2 separate regions of the Mus musculus genome follow, and region 1 is linked to region 2. A link is a contact called in public promoter capture Hi-C data. All regions are on one chromosome and are shown on one strand. The core of a region is the stretch at or near the end of the contact, and the rest is flanking DNA. Distances in the headings are between cores, read along the strand shown. Region 1 holds the start of Nrg3 (neuregulin 3). Region 2 overlaps Nrg3 (neuregulin 3).

Region 1 (4,464 bases), core at 46-2,545, 770 kb after region 2:
CTATTCCGCACACAGGCACAGCATAGACCCGCACCTTTGGCCCCCTTGAGGCTAGTTTTAATCATAGCCTCACACTCTGCCCCAAACGTGCATGGGGAAGTGACAACCAGCAGAAAGGAAAGCTGGAGAGCAGAAAAAAACTTGGCAGTGAAGCACGGCATGGCCAGGCGTCTACTTACGAAATTTGGGGCTGGTGCTAGTTTCTGGGGTGGTGGTAGTGGAGGAGGTGGAAGAGGGTGAGGAGGAAGAGGCGGCAGCAGCATCCTGAAAGGGTGACAGGGTCCAGGAGGGAGTGGAATCGTGGAGGTAGGAGGAGGTAGCATACGCCGCAGTGGGCCAGGAAGGCATCGCCTGCGTACTGGGGGCTCCTGGCATCGGGGGTCGGGAGCCGGGCGTGCTGCTACTGAAGAAAGGGGCCGTGGTGGACAGGACCGTCGGAGGGGCAGCAGTGTTCCGTGCTGTGGTAGAGCGCGGGCTAGCCCGGATGGGAACCCGGTGCCCAGGGAAGCGGGTGGGTGCCCGTGTGATGGTGGTCAAGCGGGTGCTAATCCGGTTAGGCGTCCTGGAAGAAGCGGCGCCGCCGGCAGAGGGGGTGGCGGGGGACGTGGTAGAAGTGGTTGTTGTGGTGGTTTCCATAGCCTTGGGGAAAGAGCTGGGCTTGGAGAGGAAGAAGGGGTCCTGGCCCATTCCCTTGGAGTCCACCAGGTCCGTGGGCACGTACTCCTTGACGGAGCCTACCACGATCCATTTAAGCAGCATGAGGCTGAGCCCCAGGCCGATGAAGCCGATGAACAGAGGCACCACGCACAACCACGTCTGCTGCCGGTTCCACACGATGCAGTCGCTACAGCGTAACTCCCGGGGAGGTTCGGCCGCCCCTTCTCCGCCGCCGTCCGGGCCCCCGCCCGCCGCCGCCGCCGCCGCAGCCGCCGCGGTGCCCTCCTCGGCTGAGGCGGCGGCTGCCGAAGCGGCACCAGGTGGCGAGGCACCGGCCGCCCCTTCACTCATCCTAGGAGCCGATCTTCACCTTCGCCCCCCCGAGGGCCGCGCCAGAGGCATGGGGCCGCGCGGGCCGGGCGCGGGCGCGGGCGCGGGCTCCGGCGGCGGCGGGCTCCGGCTCAGGCAGCGGCCGCGGCGGCCGCATGCAAATCGGCTCCCTGCCCCCACGCCCCTCCCCCCGAGAGGCGGGCGGCGGGCGGGGAGGAGAGGACGGGGGAGGGGACGCGGGCCGGGGAGGGGGCGGCGAGGCGCTCGGTAGAGGGGCGAGACCGGCCCGGGCGCCGCCGGCCGGTCAGGGAGCGGCGGGGCGAGTCTGCAGCCCGCCTAGGTGCCTCCTGCGCGACGGGGTCCCTCGGCTGCCGGTGGTGCTGATGCTGCCGCTGATGCTGATGCTGATGCTGCCTTGGATGCTGATGCTGATGCTGCCGCTGGTGCTGATGCTGCCCGCCGCCTGTGTGCGCTCCAGCCTCGCCGGCATCCTCGGTGCGCCGCGCCCGGCCCGCTCCCTGGGGCGTCCGGCCGCACCGCCGCTGTCCCCACCTCAAATCCTCACGTCACCCTCAGGGGCCCCGGCGAGCAGTAGCTGGATGCTGGGCGCCGACAAGCCGCATTCCGACACAGGGGGCCAACCTAGCAGCCCCTCGCCCAGCCCGTACGCAGCGTTGCACGGTGGTTACTCGGCGAGCCTGGGCGATGAGGTGCACCTGTTCTTCAGCCGGCCCGCAGCCAACCCTCGGTCAACGCTCTCCGGGAGAAACCAATCCTAGAGCAGCGCGGAGGGCGAGCGACCGGGCTCGCCTCGCTCCCGCCGCCCGCGGCTCTGCGCCGCTACTGCCGCCGCCACCGTGAGTCAAACTCCAGCAAGCTACCCCGCCGCTCAGGAGCGGGGTACCCCGGGGCGCACCCCGACCAGCACGCAGAGGATACCAAACAGCTCCGGTGACGCTGCCTGGCCGACCCGGGCTAGCAAAAATGGGAGATAGCGACAGGGGTCCCGGACGTCGTGACCGCTGCTCCAAGCGTTTTCTTGCACTCAACCAGGCGGCTTCGGGTGTATGTGTGTGTGTGTTTGTGTGTAGAGTCGCCGCGGACAGGGTGGGATTCGGGCAGAGTTGCGCCTCCCACCAACACCTAATGGTGCTGTCTTACTGTGTGCTAGATAAATAAATGATCCAAGCGGACCCCCGTTGGAGAAGTACGGCACTAGGAGCTCTGTGGAGCAGCCGTGAACAGGTCTCTGGTGTGGATCCTGCGGGGTCAGACACTGAAGCTGCTGGGAGAATGCGCACGGGCGTGTTAGGTGGGAGGGCGCCTCTGAGCTCCCCTGCCCCGCCGCGGTGCGGCTGGACAGAGAACCACCTTTGCTTTGGAGTTGCTGAGAGCTGCTGCTGAAGCAGACGACCTTTCTGTGATCAGATCTCGAAGCCATTAACTTACCTTTTAAAAAGTATTATCTTTAAATGTAGGTACGCCCTGGGAAACAAGGCGAGAGGCGAAGATGAGAAAAGATGCTGGCTAGTCTCTTAAATTTCATAGCCGGTTTCTTCCTTTTGGTAGAGGGAGATCAGAGTATTTCCAATCTCGGGTACACTGTGGTACCTCCCTGAGGACCAGGTATAGCACAGACAGGAAACGGGCAAGAGCCAGGGCTACCATGATATACATACGCTGGTCCTGTAAAGCGATGCTTCCCACCCTACCCAGATTTCTCGGCTAAGGTAGAAACGAAAGAGGCTTTTTTTTTTCATTTATTTATTTTTTACAAGTGTCATGCAAGGATGGGAGAGTGAGAATGGCATCTTTCTTATCACGTACCTCCCAGGGCTGTCCGAGAATGCAGTCAGCATTGTCCTGTCCTGTGATGCACTCCACAAAGACGAAGTTTCCTAGGTATCCATTTTATTCACACGTTAAGAGCAAAAGAAAATGCTAATCTAAGGAGATGGCAGAGTGCAGAGAATACGTTCAAACAGGAAGCCCTTGAGGGATTGTGCCTACCAGAGTTCTTTGCACAGGCGTGATTAATAAATTACTTTTTGATGGCAGTAATGTGGCTGTCACCTCTTTCAGCTCTAACACTGAGACTTACCCCATAGGAAAATCTTTGGTTTTTAATTTAACCAAACATGCCCTAACCCAGTAGGGCAGAATGATGCCTTCCAGAATTTCAATGGGGAAACAAGCAAAACAAACAAACAACAACAAAACATTAAATCCATACTCCTTTGGCTTTCTGATGCAAGACACAAGTAAAAATGTCTTAACCTTCTGTGGGCTGACAGGCATCTGCTCCGTGCCTTCTCATGCAGTAAAATAAAAGCATTTCCACATTGTAGTAGGTGCTGCTGTTGACACTTGAGAAAGAAGATTTCTTTTCCACACTTAGTTCATCATCATCCCTCCCAAATCCCACCCCCAGTATTCTGTGTTCTTTGCCTTCTTCCTCCCCCACTTGAAAGGTTCCAAAACACAAAGAGAGGTGCTGCAATGCTTTTGTGGATAAATGCTCTCTTCCTGAAACCACAATTGGACAGTATCCACATTCTCTTCATTGCTTCCCAAAGCCTTCTTCCAAATTCCCTCTCCTTCTCCTTTCTACTTCGATTTAAAAGCTTATTCGTGGTTCCCTATTGAGTTCCGGTTTTCCTGGAACACCAGTCATGGTATATCAGCTGCTCTTACAAGGAAACATCTCCAGAGGGAGCAGGGCCAGCAGAGCCCATTGCTTTGATGATTTTCTATTAAGGATCAGGGGGTAACAGACCATCCAGAGAAATTTAGTAGAAGTAACTGTTCTCCCTGCAAAGCTGTGTTGTAAAGCTTCCTGGTAGTCGGTGGTAACCATTGGACTGAAACTGGGGAAACACTGTTCATGATAGAGTCAAGGTCCAGGGCTGGGCCCTCTTGCTGATAAAGACCAGACAGCATTCCATTAACAGGCATGACTTAGAAGCACCAAAGAAGCAAGCCTCTGGGAATGTCTGTGAGTGATTTTCTAGATTAGGCTAGTTGAGGAAGAGAGACTCACTTAAACTATAGTCCATGGGCTTGGCTACTTCTGAATAACATGGAAAAATGTGGCTAAGCACCAGATTGTCTCCCTGTGTTTCCTGTGGCTGCAATGGGAGCTGCTGTTGCCATACTCTGCCACCATACCTGCCTTACCATAGGAACCATGTCCCCAAGCTGTGAGCAAGAACCAAACTTTTCTTCCTTCCTTAAGTTACTTTAGCCAGCTATTTCATCACAACAGTGAGACCTGTAACTAAGACACTTACCCGCTAAGGAGCATCCTGGTTCTAATGACTCATCCCTTACTGAGAACAAACACTGTAGGAGGTACATATTAAGACACAGTTTCAAGTTAGAGCTATGCCCCTGGTAATGATGAAATCCCTTTGGACCGGTTTTTCTAAACTATGAAATGGAGCTGATGAGAACCTTATTAAAAATCCTTAATCCAAA
Region 2 (4,668 bases), core at 1,695-4,194:
TAAAATTAGTTAAAAATACATTTTCAACTAAAAAAGTACTTTGTATAACACTTAACTAAAACCTTTCTATGTCTTTCCACCTTTCTTTCTCTTTTACTTAGAGTCCAATAAATTCATAAATGGACCACAAAAAAAGTAGAATAAATAGCAACATAGAGAAAAGTTCTCTGAGGCAGAAACAGAGGGATCTTGGGCAGCGCATTAATACTTGCAGGCTACTGTTAAAAACTGTATGCAAATCATCATACTTTAAGACTTCCACCTTATCACAGGGATCTACATCTTCTGGAGATTCCTTGTTACTATTTCCAACGAACCTTCACTTTAGCAAGATTACTACTCACTAAGTATGGCTCAGTCAAGGAACCACATAGAAACCCCTGCGTGCTCTCAAGTTTCAAGTGAGAGAAAAAGACAGGGGAACCACCTGGGCTAGTAGGAAACCATCATCTCTGATGGTTTTAATGCACAAGTCTAGCCTAAAACTACTAAACTCCAGAGCGAGGGATCAAGGCTTTGGGTTCTGCTTCCTATTAATACGTATTTCAGATACTACCCACTTCTCCCACAAGGCTCTTCAACTTTCCCGTTCTTGCTCTCAACCACAGAAGAGCTGTGTGTATTTACAAACAGAACGTCTCTAAAATAAACACATCCCCGTGTGTTAGGTTTCACTGGGGCCAAATACTCTTTAAAAATTCAGGTACATTTCTTGGATATTACTTTTTGACCTCAATTTCAAAATAAGTTCCTTTGGGTTTTGAAATTATAGAGGCAAAATTTAAAAGTAATTTGTTTCCTGCAGCTGTTGTACTTTTTTTTTTCTTCCACACCTCAATCCATTGATTTTTTTTTTTTTTTTTTTTTTTTTTTGCAACCTGACCTGGTTTCATAAAGTGAATCAGCTGTTACTGCCAGCTCCCAGGATGGGCAGTAGTAGAATTCACCAGGCAATCATTACGTATTCATTATCTTTTCCAAGATAAAACACATCACAGCCCAGCAGTTGCTGTGTGGCCCTCTTGTCAACACAGCCTCGTTTCTGTCAAAGAGCTTGCAGAATTAGTCTCACAGGCTGATGCAGGGTATGAGTATAGGAAGTACACAGGACATGCTGTACAAGTTCAGAGGGCTAACATTCGTTCAATTCCCACCTCTCCCAGGAGTCTTGAGAGGCTAGCCAACATCTTGAGCTCTGCTTATTAGATTTACAAATGAAAACAATAACATAGTTCTGTGTTTGAAATGATACATGATAAAAAAGAGAATATAGTTCTGTACTTAGTAGATTTTCAAAAAAATAATAAGCTAGTATGGAGCTTGAGTTGTTACGCTCTATAATATTTAAGTTTAATTACTGAGAACAAGGATGGGTTGGGTATAAGTAGACACTGTTGTGAGACAATATGCTTTAAAGCACTTAGACAACTCCAAAGCACTGAATATATAGAAACAGATGACATCAGTGTGCTGCTATTACTATCAAGAGAGCAGCTATTTGAAGAATGGCTACATTTTCCCTTATGTGTGTAGTATGGTTTAAAATTTTCACGACTCTTTAGAGTGTAGTGAACTGTTCGTTTAAATAAAGATATATTTTTACTATTTGCCATTATGTGTGCATATGGTTTTTGGTATGTGGGTTTGTTTGTATGAGTGTAGGCTCTCATGAAGACCAGAGGTGTCATGAGGCTCCTGACAACTGGAGTTACAGGTCTTGTGACTTGCCTCCTATGGATGCTGGTAGCCAAATATGAGTCATGAGTCATTTGTACGAGTAGCATATGCTCTTAATCACTGAACAATCTTTCAAGCTCCATGAACTGTTTCTAGGAGCATTGGGTTGTGTTTATAAGAACCTTGGCTTGATGACAAGACACTGTCTGCACATTCCTGGATTGATGTTGATGTTCTTTGCCTTTCAACAGTTTCTGGACACTGTAGAAGCAACCAAACTGGGGCACCCCAAAAAGACTTAGGGCAGCCTGTCATTCTAATTAGGTAAGAGGCATGGTAACAGTGACAGATCTGTGACATAGACATAGACACTATGTTTTCAGGGTAGGAAGACTATCCTAGCTAACAATTCTATGCCTAATAATTACACTAGATTAACTGTGCATGCAGATATATGTGGATTCAGCAAACAGCTAGATGTGAAAAAATGAAAAAATCTGCCAGGGAAGAATTTAGAAAATCACCAAAAAAAAAAAAAAAAAAAAAAAAAAAAAAAAAAAAAAAAAAAAAAAAAAAAACCCTTAGTGACTGGTGCTAACTAGATTTTTAGCAATAAATCATTACTTAACATTGAAGTGATTTAAATACATACAAATATTGAAATTGTTATTCCTTCAATGCTTAGGAGTTTAAGAAATATTTCCACATTCAGTCTGATTGTTATCAGTTCCAAATTAAATCAGGGAAATTGAATATCAGCAGGCACTGTTAGGGATCCAAGACCTATGATTTCAAGAGTAGAGTTTCCTTCCCCAATAGAGGTGAGAGATGTGTCTCCAGACAATAAGGTCACTGCTGCATGGATAAAATCTTCAATCAAATGATTTCTTGTGATCATTTATTTATTTCTTTTGCTGCACTGCCTGCATTTTCCTAGGTCTCTCTAAAATTACGATTCAGGCTACAGGATGTAGAAAAAAGAACACAGAGGATGATTTTGAAAAGCGAATGAATGTTTTGCCTGCATGTGTCCTCTAAAGAGGCTCTTGCAACAAAGCAGATGGTTTATAAAAAAGAAATGATTCTCCAGGCCAGCTGACATTATGCTAAATAGATGATCAGAAGGCATCTACACAAAGAGATCTAATTGTAATACCAACACTTATGAAATATCATCTTTGCCTCTACTTCCCAACAGGCTCTGTCAAAACCTAGCTACAGTTCTTTCTTCAAGTTGAAATGTGTTATTCTTAAAATAAAATGCTCTGCCCTCTTTCTGCCTCAGACGATTGGAGAGGTCCTCTCCTGTAGGGAAAAAGTGGAAATTCTTGGCTCATCAAAGTGATGCGTTAATAATCCTGGCAAACGTTCAGTTTAGCATGCATGCGTTCACATTTCTACTGCACACTCCTTCCCATATCAGCATTTTCCTAGAGTGACAAGCCTCACATATTTCAAGCTGGTGTTCTCTGGTAGAAACTTACAGTGTACTTCTCTGTCTACGATAGGACCGAGATGAATCCATTTCCAGCCTTGTTGAAAATGATTTTCACTTGCACTATCTGTCAAGTCAGGGTGTACATGAACTCTAGCCTGCTAAGCCTCCACAGATATAGTAACATCTTCCTGATTGAAAAGCCTCAGAACGTGACAGTTAGCAATGTCACTTGTCCCTGGTATGTTTGAGCTAATGTGTGGACCAACATAGACATTCTGCATATAGTTAGAAGTATTGCTAGGGAATCACAACATGCTTGTGCACACAGACACACACACACACACACACACACACACACACACACACACACCACATGGTGGGGGCGAGAGGGAGGAAGAGAGAGAGAACAGACATTATACACACATGAACTGCTGGAATGACAGGTGGTTATGCACCATCACCATGTAGATGCTAGGATTTGACTCAGGTCATCTGTAAAAGAAGTAAGTGCTTTAAATGGCCGCCCCCACCCCACTCTTTAGAATTTGAAGCAAATTACTGAGTACTGCTATTGACAGAGCTGACAGGTTAGATAGCAGCTAATCACTTATGGTCTCTGAACCAGGCATTTACATGCAGCCTCATTTGTCTTTCATGATCATCAGATTAGTTTGATGTTTATTTTGTATCTTATAGACCTGAGACTCACTTCTTTGTCTGAAACCAGATTCACCAACCACTATGCTATGACTCAATAAAATAACACAATTAAAAGGACTAATGTTAGTCAGTGAAAATGCTATTTTTCCTCATTTTTGTTCTTCAAAATTTGATTCTTATAATTCTAAGATTAATTTTCTCAGCCACTATTTATATTTTCTTAATCCGTTCAAAGTATCTGTTCAACTCCTTTTCTTACTTACATTCCGAAGGGAGGTATTACTAGCATTATTTGTAAGCTTCTTACCTTTGAAGCAGCTTTTGCAGCACTAATATGTTCTGTAGGAACAGCAAATTAAGTTTACATTTTTTTCTTACATCTATCATACCTTTTATCCTCCTATCATGCAAATAATACATAAGGAAACATTTCCTAAGCAAACAGACAAATGTGGTCTAAATCTAGATGCTTTGGGATTTTAGTCACAAGGGAGTGCTGTGGGTAAGGAGGAGAGAAGAATCCAAGCAGCTACTTGAGAGTGTCTTTCAAATTACATGGAAGTCTCCTCTCCCTGTGTGTGGCTGAGAAGCTGGAGTTCTTGACACATTCGCTGTTCAGTGTTGAAGGCATTTTCTTTTCTAATCCTCTGCCTTTTATGCAATAGGGCAGGCACGCTTCACTGAAACCACGCAGAGCTGGATGGCCACAGCCTCAGGAAATTGCTCATTCATCCAAAAACGACAGGTAGTGATGGTTTCTGGAAACTCAGGCCAACTACAGAGTGACACATTACTAGATCACCTTCTGAAATCAAATTCAGAGGCCACCATCCCTCAGGAGCCTCTGTCCCCCAGTCAGTGCTCAGCCTTTTTGCTCTTTGCCTCTTTCTAGA

Evidence for each region. Promoter capture Hi-C pulls out the DNA fragments that hold promoters and counts their contacts.
Region 1: a contact with region 2 is called in a promoter capture Hi-C map of hippocampal neurons, with 3 times the contacts expected there. The contact joins the promoter of Nrg3 here to the enhancer-like site in region 2. A contact is called at or near these places in 2 of 39 promoter capture datasets (hippocampal neurons and liver), 2 of 484 Hi-C or Micro-C datasets (cerebellar granule neurons and cerebral cortex) and 2 of 115 datasets of contacts at active chromatin or transcription factors (embryonic forebrain and forebrain).

The regions. Positions count from the first base shown.
Region 1 is chr14:39,471,793-39,476,256 of GRCm38.p6, forward strand. It overlaps Nrg3 (neuregulin 3), which reads right to left and starts at 1,296. Exons shown (of 10, transcript NM_008734.3): 1 at 180-1,296. The coding sequence starts at 1,008. LOC432842 (a long non-coding RNA gene) reads left to right here and starts at 637. Exons shown (of 1, transcript NR_131973.1): 1 at 637-4,464.
Region 2 is chr14:38,699,712-38,704,379 of GRCm38.p6, forward strand. The region is part of intron 2 of Nrg3 (neuregulin 3); the gene reads right to left. Among named protein-coding and RNA genes, the nearest start is that of Nrg3os, 200 kb to the right of the region's middle. Within about 2 kb of position 2,945, at least 8 of the 459 cell types and tissues checked have an H3K27ac peak or open chromatin away from gene starts, as enhancers often do. A contact at or near this core is called in hippocampal neurons, where this site is marked.